3 separate regions of the Sus scrofa genome follow, and all the other regions are linked to region 2. A link is a contact called in public HiChIP or PLAC-seq and promoter capture Hi-C data. All regions are on one chromosome and are shown on one strand. The core of a region is the stretch at or near the end of the contact, and the rest is flanking DNA. Distances in the headings are between cores, read along the strand shown. Region 1 overlaps ADGRV1 (G-protein coupled receptor 98). Region 2 holds the start of ARRDC3 (arrestin domain-containing protein 3). Region 3 overlaps ADGRV1 (G-protein coupled receptor 98).

What was found. Promoter capture Hi-C pulls out the DNA fragments that hold promoters and counts their contacts. HiChIP or PLAC-seq counts read pairs in DNA pulled down with a chosen protein or histone mark.
Region 1: a contact with region 2 is called in an H3K27ac HiChIP or PLAC-seq map of alveolar macrophages. The contact joins the enhancer-like site here to the promoter of ARRDC3 in region 2. A contact is called at or near these places in 1 of 5 promoter capture datasets (fetal skeletal muscle), 7 of 47 Hi-C or Micro-C datasets (brain, embryonic fibroblasts, mesenteric adipose tissue and 4 more) and 2 of 2 datasets of contacts at active chromatin or transcription factors (alveolar macrophages and skeletal muscle).
Region 3: a promoter capture Hi-C map of fetal liver shows a contact between it and region 2, with 10 times the contacts expected there. The contact joins the enhancer-like site here to the promoter of ARRDC3 in region 2. A contact is called at or near these places in 2 of 5 promoter capture datasets (fetal liver and fetal skeletal muscle), 10 of 47 Hi-C or Micro-C datasets (adipocytes, embryonic fibroblasts, fibroblasts and 4 more) and 1 of 2 datasets of contacts at active chromatin or transcription factors (skeletal muscle).

The regions. Positions count from the first base shown.
Region 1 is chr2:98,070,419-98,073,816 of Sscrofa11.1, reverse strand. All of the region lies in intron 84 of ADGRV1 (G-protein coupled receptor 98), which reads right to left. Among named protein-coding and RNA genes, the nearest start is that of LYSMD3, 370 kb to the right of the region's middle. Within about 2 kb of position 1,831, at least 19 of the 83 cell types and tissues checked have an H3K27ac peak or open chromatin away from gene starts, as enhancers often do. A contact at or near this core is called in alveolar macrophages, where this site is marked.
Region 2 is chr2:98,442,737-98,446,201 of Sscrofa11.1, reverse strand. ARRDC3 (arrestin domain-containing protein 3) reads left to right here and starts at 1,492. Exons shown (of 8, transcript XM_003123783.6): 1 at 1,492-2,050. The coding sequence starts at 1,771.
Region 3 is chr2:97,998,054-98,001,960 of Sscrofa11.1, reverse strand. All of the region lies in intron 84 of ADGRV1 (G-protein coupled receptor 98), which reads right to left. Among named protein-coding and RNA genes, the nearest start is that of LYSMD3, 300 kb to the right of the region's middle. Within about 2 kb of position 2,425, at least 12 of the 83 cell types and tissues checked have an H3K27ac peak or open chromatin away from gene starts, as enhancers often do. A contact at or near this core is called in fetal liver, liver and mesenteric adipose tissue, where this site is marked.

The sequences.
Region 1 (3,398 bases), core at 582-3,081, 370 kb after region 2:
TCTCTTGCAGGCATTTGGGTTTGTGAGCCTTGATCTATAAAGATTAACTTTAAAATCTTCAACCTGACTCTTCTTTATCTGTACACTTAAACCTTTCACTAGTCTTAAACTCAGAACCTACTATGAACTCTGAGAAACTCCTCAATCTTCTGTAAATATTTCATATTCACGTCTGCTCTCCATCCCTTTAGTCAAAATTAACCCTCCTCCAGAGAACACAAGTCATAGCACTCTCTTCAAATACTCCTGGCCCACTGTTTTTCCAAAACCAACTCCTTACTGTGTCTGCTACTTAGAGTTTTCATAATTGAACACTGACTTGAATTGTTTGTTAATTGTCACCTCATATGTTTAAGTCAAAGATTATATAGGGTTGTCCTAAATATCTCTGCTCTCTAAGGACTCAGCAGTTATAATACTCATGGGTAGTTTCACAGAATGTTTGATGAATGAATGGTATCAATGAGTCATCACTGAAGAAAGGTTGGCTCGTTAATAATTCTAATTATTCACACTTTTGGATTAGATTAGCTAGGCTTTTGGCTTTACCATCTTACTTCTAGACAATGCGTTACTTGATGGATAGCTACCAAAAAGTGGGGAGAATAAAGAAGGGTAGGATTTTCTTGTGACTGCTCTAACATAAGGCTTTACGAGAAGACTGAAATCAATGGCCAAAGTGAGGTTATTAGGATTTTTGTGATCACAGTTACCATGGAAAATTAGAAATCAATTGCATCATCATATGTTAATTTCCAAAATCATTATAACACTATGAGTTAATCATGGATGGCTTCTACTCAATGAAATGTCAAGTTAGCTCTGGGTTTTATTTCACATGCACCTGAATTTAGACTATCCTGGTTCTGCATGTGAGTTGGCCTTGAAGTTGAATTTTTAAATTCCTAAGATATCTATGTGGCTAAGAATCTGGGTTAGACTGTTCTCCCAGTTCTGTCTCCAGTCTCTGCATTTTCCGTTAGGGGACCAGGTTGGCAGTGACTCCTGGGTGAAAACCATCTAGCAGGTTTTAAATGGTTTTGGATTGCCGCCTAGCAGTAGTAAAACCAAAATTAATGAGACAGAACTGATTTGAGAATGATGAGTTTGAAATATACCAGAAGCCCCATATCCACACTCTTGCCCACCCAATTTAACTCATTCCTGAAGGTCATTCTCATTTTAAAAAATAGCTATTTATGTTAGGTTCACAGGACTGATCATTTACTATTAACCAATTTCATTTCCTTTACTTAAGAAAATCTTTAGTGACTGTAATCCTCACGGAGGATTATAAGTGATTTCCTGTCTCTGTTGATTTAGAGCAAATGGGCATCCCTAATGCACATCTTACAATATGGTGATTAGACTTCCCTGTGAAGCAAAGTTTCATTTGCTTTTGATGGTGATATCTGCTTACAACATTTAAAAGAAGTGTTTTCACTCGGCACAATCTTCCTAGGAACTCTCCAGAAGTAGATTTTGTTTATACTTTGTTTTTATTTTTTTCTTAGGAAATGTTCAACACTAAGGATTAGGTTTTATCAGTATTCATACTCTACTCTAAACACAGGGAAGAAAAGGGCAAATCTCAGGCCAGGAAAATATAGAAAATGCTGCTGTAGCACAAATAGCTATTTCTGTGTTTCTTTCACAGATAAATAAGAATTTTGTGAGAACATTATGCCCATAACCACACATTCAAATGAGATCTTCTAAATGGCCTTTACAGTGAATCTCTGAAATCAGGCACTGGCTGAACATAATTCCCCTTCTGAGGGCTCCTCCTCTTGAGAGTCCCACCTCTCTCTCCCTGTCATTACTAACTAGTGCCGGATCAAACTGGCTGGCTCCAGTCTATGCAGCATTCTTCCCCTTTCTCTGGGCTTTTGTTTGAGTTAGAACAGAGCATGGCTTTTTGCTTCCATGCAGCTTGTGCAATTAACCCACAAAGCGAAAAACATCACTGAATAACCTACGAATGTCTTCATTATCTAGAAAGACAGTATTAATCTAAGGCAAATATAACAGCATGTTTACTATTTACTATCACATGTATTTGGATTTCATCTATTCTCCTGGTTCTGGTAGTTAAACAGCTTTTAATACTCGGCTAATCATAAGTCATCCTATATAACTGTTCTATTTGCTTGGTTATGAAGTCCTACAGAAATATTTATATGAAGAATTTGTAAGGAATCCAAGGAAAGGATATTCAAATATTCTAACTTTTTCTGTTTTTGCACTGGGCAGACAGGAAGAGTAAACAGAACAGTTCTGAATCATGCAATAAAGGGAAAACTGGAAAATGTCACTGATACAGTGGCATTATTTTAAGCAATGCACTGGTTTTAGAATCAATTATGTGAAGCACTGACTATGTCCTTTCTGTCACAATACCTGTGGGAAGGAAACTATTTCAATGCAATTTTTGTTTTTAGAATACGTATATGTCATTATCCAAATTCAAAGGAAATAAAAGCAATTTAAAGCATAGAAATGTTATCTTCTGATAAAATAAAAATTAGCATTATTTAGTTACACCAAACAGCTGCCATCCCACATTAACTGCACCTTCCCTTCTAGTGCTGAGAATTAATACACCAGCCTGTTTTCAGTGGAGTTCGGGCCTCAGGCTCCTGGATTCCTAGGCCTGTGCATGACTGTGCATGTGTGCTGTGGGAGGAAGAGGAAGAGCAGAGAAAAGATGAGAGCAATATGATAGAGTCAATGATTCTTTCCATCAAGGCTTTAGAACTCCCTTAGATGCTAACAGACACTTGACAAATCTAAGGGGATCTACCAAACTAAACCCGCTGAGAGAACTGGCCTTTGCCTAATGGCACGCATCACACAAGAGAAAGTGAACGTTTACCTGCACACGTTTTGTTTGGCCTATACAGTGTTCTTAATGATATGAGTGTGAATGCCCCTAGGCAGGGCTTAAACTCCTGTGTCCTCACTGTCACATTCCCCATTGCCTTGTATTTGTCTTCATTTGTGTGACTGGCCTCTGAAGGCCTTAGAGTTTGTGACGCCACTCCAGAAGCTAAGAAGAGTCTTATGATCCAGCAACTCTACTGACCACATCCTAAAGCCTGCCTCCAAGTTCCTGACACATATTTTCCTCTCTACTTCGGGAATTTTGTCTCAGAAGCAAATATAAGAGACATGGCAGTGTATATAAAATCTTCATCTGTCTGTCCCCAGTGTACATGATTACAATTAAACAGAGCATTGTACTGAAACTCAGTCAACTCACCTGTGTGTCATCCCTTTGCCATCGATGGACAAACTTAGAATAAGAAGTAACATCATTAAAACCATGGATGACTCATAAATTCAGAGTAAGTGCTAACTAAATGTGGCCTTTTGAATTATCTTGGATTGTTAAAGAA
Region 2 (3,465 bases), core at 243-2,742:
TTTTCAACTAAGATCCAACTAAATAAAATTTAGTTTCTCCCCCCTCCCAAAAAACAAACAAACCCAGCAAGACCAATGAGCTTAGTGTGCTGTGACACACTGGTTCAACCTACCCAAATATACTGCACAAAGAAACTAAAATGGCTTAGACATGGACAGCCAAAAATCTTCCAAAGTGTATTTGCTTATATATATATATATATACACACACGCACACACACACACATACAGTTCCAGAGTACTATTTTTTCTTCCTATATTTCTCTTCTATAAGCAATTTTGTTGAATGCAAAAAATCTATATAGGTTTATGCTGTTATGCCTTGAATCCCAGTGATTTTTATGAAAGCATTGTTATTTGCTATCAAAACGTTCACAATAAAGAGACAAATGTATCTGTCCTTAAGATAGATGTATTATGAGAATTACTGGGTTGAACAGTCCAAGGCTGAAAGTTAAAATTAAAACTTTACAGAATTAAGCCCTATTTATATAACAAATTCTCTCTTAAAGAACCATCTTCTGCGCCTCACTAACTTCTAACAAAAATTTTTCAATCCTGTTGTAAACATTACGTCAGCTAAAACGCAGTGATGCAGCCTTTTATAAGGTAGTACTTTTTAGGCCGAACTCTATTCTTAATCCTTTGGACACAGGAGTTGTAATCATGTCATACCCTGCAAATCTAGCTGTAGGTGGTATCTCAAAAAAGGACTTTTTTCTTTCTTCGAGGAAGTGGTCAAACCTTTTTTCCCCTGATGTCATCATGCAAACAACCTGGTTGCTTTTCATTGCTATCGAATTAAGAGAAGAGAAAGCAAAACATACTGAGTACATTTTTTTGCTTCTCTTCCTTGCTCCGTGTAGTATTCTCTTTTAGTCTGGATTTGGCCTCCACAGAGCTCATTTCTTCACTGCCTACAAAGCACTGGTTTAAATAAACAAACAAACAGTGCAGGCCAAGAATGCTCTTGTCCGTGAATATCATTGCTTCTCTAGTTTTTATTACATTTTCTTTTGAAATTCATTAGATTATGCTCAGCAGCCCTTGCCCAACCGGTTTCTTCCCTTCCCCCATCTCTCTACACACATCACTTTTGCTTCCTTCCCTCCGGGGAATGGGCAAACCCCTACAGCGCCGGTAACGCACTCTCCCGGCTTGGTCACTCATCAGTTTGTCTTTACTTGGCTTTGCAAACAGTTCCCCACCCAACCTTGTCCCCCAGTGCCCCCTCGGCCATTATCTTTCTGCCGGAGTATGCTCGATAAGGGACTCCAGATAGCACGTCGAGGGTTTACGGTAGCCTGCCTACCAATAGGAACCCACAATGAAGAGAAGTCAGGTTCGGCCTCCCGGCAGCCCCACTGCCGTCTTCCTTGGTTGTACACCTACTGTACCCGCGAGCGAGCGAGCCAGGGAGCGAGCCCGGCGCGGGAGGGGGCGCGCAGGGAGGGCGACAGCAGCCGCGGCGTGCGCATGCGCCCTGGGGTTGTTTTTCACAAAGCTGCTCTTAAAGTGAGCTGGCAGGTTCCAGCCGCCCGTCTTTGTAAGGAGACCACTGAGACTAGCAGGAGCGAGGAGCAGCAGCCTCTCTGCTGCCTTGACTTTTTAAGAAATCTCAATGAACTGTTTGTAAAGAATCACTGATCCTGCCTGTAAGCTTTTTGCACGGCAAAGACATCGATCAGTGTTAAGTGAAGATCACATTTTATATGTGTTCTTGACTTTTTTTTGTCTTACATTATATTTTTTATAGATTTTGTTACAAACATGGTGCTGGGAAAGGTAAAGAGTTTGACAATAAGCTTTGACTGTCTTAATGACAGCAATGTCCCTGTGTATTCCAGTGGGGATACAGTCTCAGGAAGGGTGAATTTAGAAGTTACTGGGGAAATCAGAGTAAAATCTCTTAAAATTCATGCAAGAGGACATGCGAAAGTACGCTGGACCGAATCGAGAAACGCCGGCTCCAATACTGCCTACACACAGAATTACACTGAAGAAGTAGAATATTTCAATCATAAAGACATCTTAATTGGACACGAAAGAGGTAAGTTTTTACATTATTCAGAAATTATTACACCTATTTTCTTTGGGAAAGTATCTGTTCAATTTCTCTGAATTAATGTAATGTTACTCCTAGCATAAAATATAGCAGTTTGATAAATGTTAGCAAAGTTAGCCAAGATTTGAATTCTCCTTGACTTTCATCGTGTGTTAAGCCATAATGCATGCAGGCATCTGCAAAGTGACTGCAAACTGCACTTATTCAACTACCTCTATACCCGGCTTGATCTGTGCCATACGCGCTTGCAGTCTATTTCCACCTTATAAATTCTGCTTAAATCCGAGGCAGTAATTTTACTGATACGTTTTCAAATGAATTGCTAAAAGCTGCAGTCCAATATTAGATTTTTTCCTTGTTCTGTGGAACCTTAGATCTTAAAAATTAAGCCTCAATGAAGAAATGAAATAACATTTTTAAGTGGGTTAATGGGTGTACTTCATTTTTAATATTGACACTCAAAGACTTTAGAGAATTGATTGTTGTTCTTTGATAAAGGGTTTCTGTGGCTTATTTTGACATATGGTATGAACACCCCACGTGTTTTTTCCCTATTCTTTCCAGTTCCTTTAGAAATTTACATCAAGCCTTCTCTATTTTAAAGGACAATACCAATCATTATGATATGTTTCAAATCGGTTTTAGAAGCCATTTAAAGTCAATTTTTTTTTTTCTGAGCATCATGCCTAACTTTGGAACTGCATTCAATGAAACCTAAGCCAGTCAAAAGGAATTGAAAAGTATTCGGCTCATTTGGATTTGATTTTTGGTTATAAAAGGGAGATAAAGGGTTGTCAAAGGGAGAAGGGGTCCTGAGATTTCCAATCTATTGTTTAAATGGTCACATTGTGGAAATATAGGAGACTCTAAGCTTGTTTTTCTAAGTTTCCACCCTTTGTTAGAAGCGGTTCAATCCTGTTTCGGACCAGTTCTAGGGGGTGGTGAGGAGGGGCGCTTGTTCTGCTCTCAGCAGATTGGTTACACGCGTCAGGTGGTGGGGATGACTTAATTCCTAGCCCAAGAAGAATATAATGTTAAAACTGGTTATGTAATTTTGTGCTTCTCCTTTTTAATGCAGTATTTAGTTCTAATGTTGGCCATTTCTCGAAGAGTAGAGCACATTTTTACCTCTTTTTTTATACTAAAAAATACCCATCCATGAGGAAGTGCTAATTGAACTAAGGCAAGTGCAGAAATGTAGGGGTGCTTTGAGTTACAGCATCTTAATGCATTATTTTAACAAATTTTAAGATGAAATCTGTTTTGTTGGGTTTTAACTTGCACATAGGTCATTTGCATCCTGAAATAATTTCTAGTTAATATCTCCAACCATTGACACCGCTTAGAAATGCAGCTGCTTAATGACAGTCCTGGTGTTTGTTGAACAGCACACACACGAG
Region 3 (3,907 bases), core at 1,176-3,675, 450 kb after region 2:
GTTTTGCAAGTGTGAAATGCTATGAGAAAAACCAAAACAAAAGCCTCTTCTGTCCTCCCAATCATACCTTGTCTGAGAATCTTTTCATTGTAACCCAGGGGGGAAAAAGAAAACCAGAGAGGAACAGCAGAAGTTTTCCCTTTAGGAAGGAAAACTAAATATTTAGGAGGGGTTTAAAGGCAACAACACTTTAAGTGAAAGTTAAAATTTAATTAATGAAATTTCTTCAACCAAAATTTTTATAGTAAAGAAAATAGGTTAATACTATGGGTTTAGTAATAACATTAACAACAGTAACAGTAGTAGCAGCAACGACAAGCAGAAATGTACTTACTTGGGCCATTATAGAGCTAACCTAATCTTTCAACAAGCAGGACCCAGAAACCCAACCAGACATAATGAATTTTAGCAAGATGCTTATATCCAACCTTAGGAAACACTTTCCCAATCCATTTATATCTGCACTAAATATAATCATAAATGTACTGAATTATGACACTTTGTGCATCTCAAGTTCCCAACCTTCAAAGCAAGGTCCAATTTTGATCCTTGTATGTAATTTCCTAAATTCATTTTTCCTTAAATAACAAAAACAGAAATAAGGATACCCTACTTAAGAAGTAATTCACCAAAACTTCTAGCTAATGAAAAATCTGTTCTGATTAATAAGTATTTCACGATTTCTATCTTACTTTGCTTCAATCCACATATCTTTGCCTATTAGATATGTTTTTAGTCCCTACACACGGAATGACTTTCTTGAGCTGACAGTCTCAACAAAACAGTGCCATCTGCCAGGAGAGAAATCAGGTCCTGGAGCAGCCAGAAGTAATCAGCATTGAAGAGGTCACAGCTTCTGGCTTCAGTCACGTGCAGCCAATAATTCTGAGTCTCAGTGATGCTAGATATTCAGAGTTAAAATGATATAAACTGCAGATTAAAGCAGAATTTATTGGCAGGAGTATCTGAGCAGGATCTTACCTGGGAAACAAACGGATATTGCAAAATGACATCCCAAAACATTACAGAATGAGGAAACTGGACAAGTCACTGCCTGTCCAACTTTTGCTGAATTCCAGAGAACAGTCCTCTGAATTTTAAGGCAATTTCCTCGTCCCTTCTTAAGGAGAAGGCCTATGAAAGCTAAAACTTCTGCACATCCAGCAGCCACCGAAAATTCATATTTAAGTATTTCAAATTCTCAGATATTCAGTGTCATTTCATATAATATTTTTACATACATTTTTTTTCTAGACTACTTTGCTCTTCAGTTTCAGAAAATGTGTTTAAGCCATGCAAACAAACAAACAAAGAGGAAAAAACCCCAAACATTTTCATCAGGTTAAGTTTACTAATCAGAGTAAATGCAGTTGTCTTATCATAATATTTTCTATGAAGAAATTTCTGTTCTTTTTTTTTTTTTTAAGATTTGGAGAGTTGCTTTTTCAGACAGAACCCCAGAACTGAGAACCCTGAACTGCAAACTTGTCCTTTGTCCTAGTTGTTTACCAACCTTATCAGGGCACACATGGGTTGGTAATGTGATTCTAAGATAAAAATTCCAAAGATATAATTAGATGTTTTTCTGAGAAATATCACCCAATGCCATGAAAATTTGTTTGCTGTTTTTCACTTCATACTTGAAGATAATGGGCTCACAATTTCTTGCCATTTAATCATTTTCTTTTAGATAAGTGAGAAACATTAACTTGGCACTGAAGAAAATTACATACTTAAAAAATATAAACAATACTGAAAATACAGATCTTATCTCAAAACCTCTGAGGCATTTCAATAAGCATATTTTCTATAACAACACACTTTTTAAAGCTTATAACAACATAAATATCATGAAAATAATGTTATACCCCTGAATTTAACTACAAATGATAAATGATAGAAAGATCTATTCAAACCAGTGATACACAAGCTTTCTTTCAGAGCCTGACAGACTCAGTTCAATTCTGAAGAAAGTAGATAAAAACAGAAAGGTAGAAAATCACAAATGCATACTTGCTAAGCTGAAGAAGAATACTTTCTAGCCCAGTGACATGAGCACTGTGGAAACATCTCAAGTTTTCTACTGAACTCCATCTTTGCTAGAGACTAAAAAACTGGTTTTGAAAAAAACAAAAAACCCCAAAAATCTTTACTGCCACCTGCTGGTAGTTTATGGTCAATGGTTCTCAAAGATGCTTGAATGACATAAATTCCAGATTAAAGCAGGATCTTTTGCCTTTTAAAGCAAGAATATTAGATACAATACATATTTCTAGCTGTAGACAAAGCCTACCACACTTTCCTGATGATCATGGCCTCCCTCACTGACACATGGCCTGGAAAGGAAGTCAGAGACCATCACATTTCCATTCTTCCCTTTCCCACGAAAGTCACTCAGCTTAGTTCTAGGTCAGTAATAAAGATTTGAAACCAAATGGTCTTGGCAGACCTGTCCACAGAGTATTCACAACTCAAACGCTTGAGGTCAGCTAGAGAAATGTCATGCTCCTAGCCAAAAAACTACAGCCCAAACTATTTTTTAAGGCTTCTCGAGAGGAAACAAACTCAGTGTTGATGAAAGGATCCCAGATGAGAGATCCGAGATGAACTGGCAAGATTTTGTAACTGGAGATATAAACATGATTTTTAAATTCAGAAATGAAAGGGTGGGCCCAGGTTCCCATGGGCAGCTTCATTTCTTTTTTTGGAGAGTCTAAGAATTTTAAAAACACTTTGCCAAACAATTTTAAGGGAAAAAAATATTCTCTTTAATTTAGAAAATATTTAAAAATCCAAGCAGATAGGTAAAATATTGAGGAAACAGTACTTTTTGTCAACAACCTATCAACAATTCTTCCTGCCAAAAATAATCTATGGAAGTTATTGTTTAGTTATTTCATGTCCCAAGTCATACCTTATAGGATTTTTCATGCCACACTGCTTCATTTATTCTAAAAATATACTGAAAAACATGGATTTGACTAACCATCTTCTCCAAAATTAATGTTAAGTGCAATGTGAATCAGAAGTCCCAAGATATAAATCCTGAGTCTTTTTTTCACATCCCTAGACATGAGCAAATTTGTCTGCTAGGACACTGAAGAGTTGTCTGTAATTCTATGGTTCTATAATTAAGACTTGTACAAACTCTGCTGCCAAAAAATCACCAGAGTGGGTGGTGAATACAGCCAAGTAAACTCTAATTATGGAAGGCGGGTTTTCTACGATCTTAAATACAAGAAGCAAAGGCAAGATCAGACAGTGAAGATAGTTACCAAGGCAATATAAATAGCCTTGTCAAACTCAGTGTAAGCCCTCTTTGGTAACAGCTGTTACCTCTCATAGTTATAGGTACTTGAAAAGCACAATCTGAGATCTTCTACTTAGAATTCAGCACTTAATTGTTCCCTAAAAAACAGAGTTATAAGATTTACACATGTCATTTTCACTCCTGGGACCAAAAAAGGCAAGAGAAAGTCCAACGTCACAGATGATTTTCCATTCCATTACACTAGTGCCTCCACTAGTATTATTTTTAAAAAGTTCTATTTGGAGTTCAGTAAAATGCTGTTAGCAAGCTAAAATGTGCACAAGTGTACAGCACAACACATTTATGTAAAGTGATTTTTCCTGTTTGCTTGTATAGACATCTTATGCCTCTCTCATTCTTAATCAACAACCTGCATGAACTTCTCATTCAAGTGCCACCCTACATATCATCTCCTCCATGAAGACTTCCTTGACTTTCACAGAAAAAAATACGTCCTCATTTTATTCACAAATAGTCTATGTTTACCCTTATCCACTTACCACACAGCATTAGAGTGATTTGTATGTACATCTATTTACCTAGACTGTGAGTACGTTATAGACAGAAAGGGCAGTTGATTTCATCTTTTGATCTGCC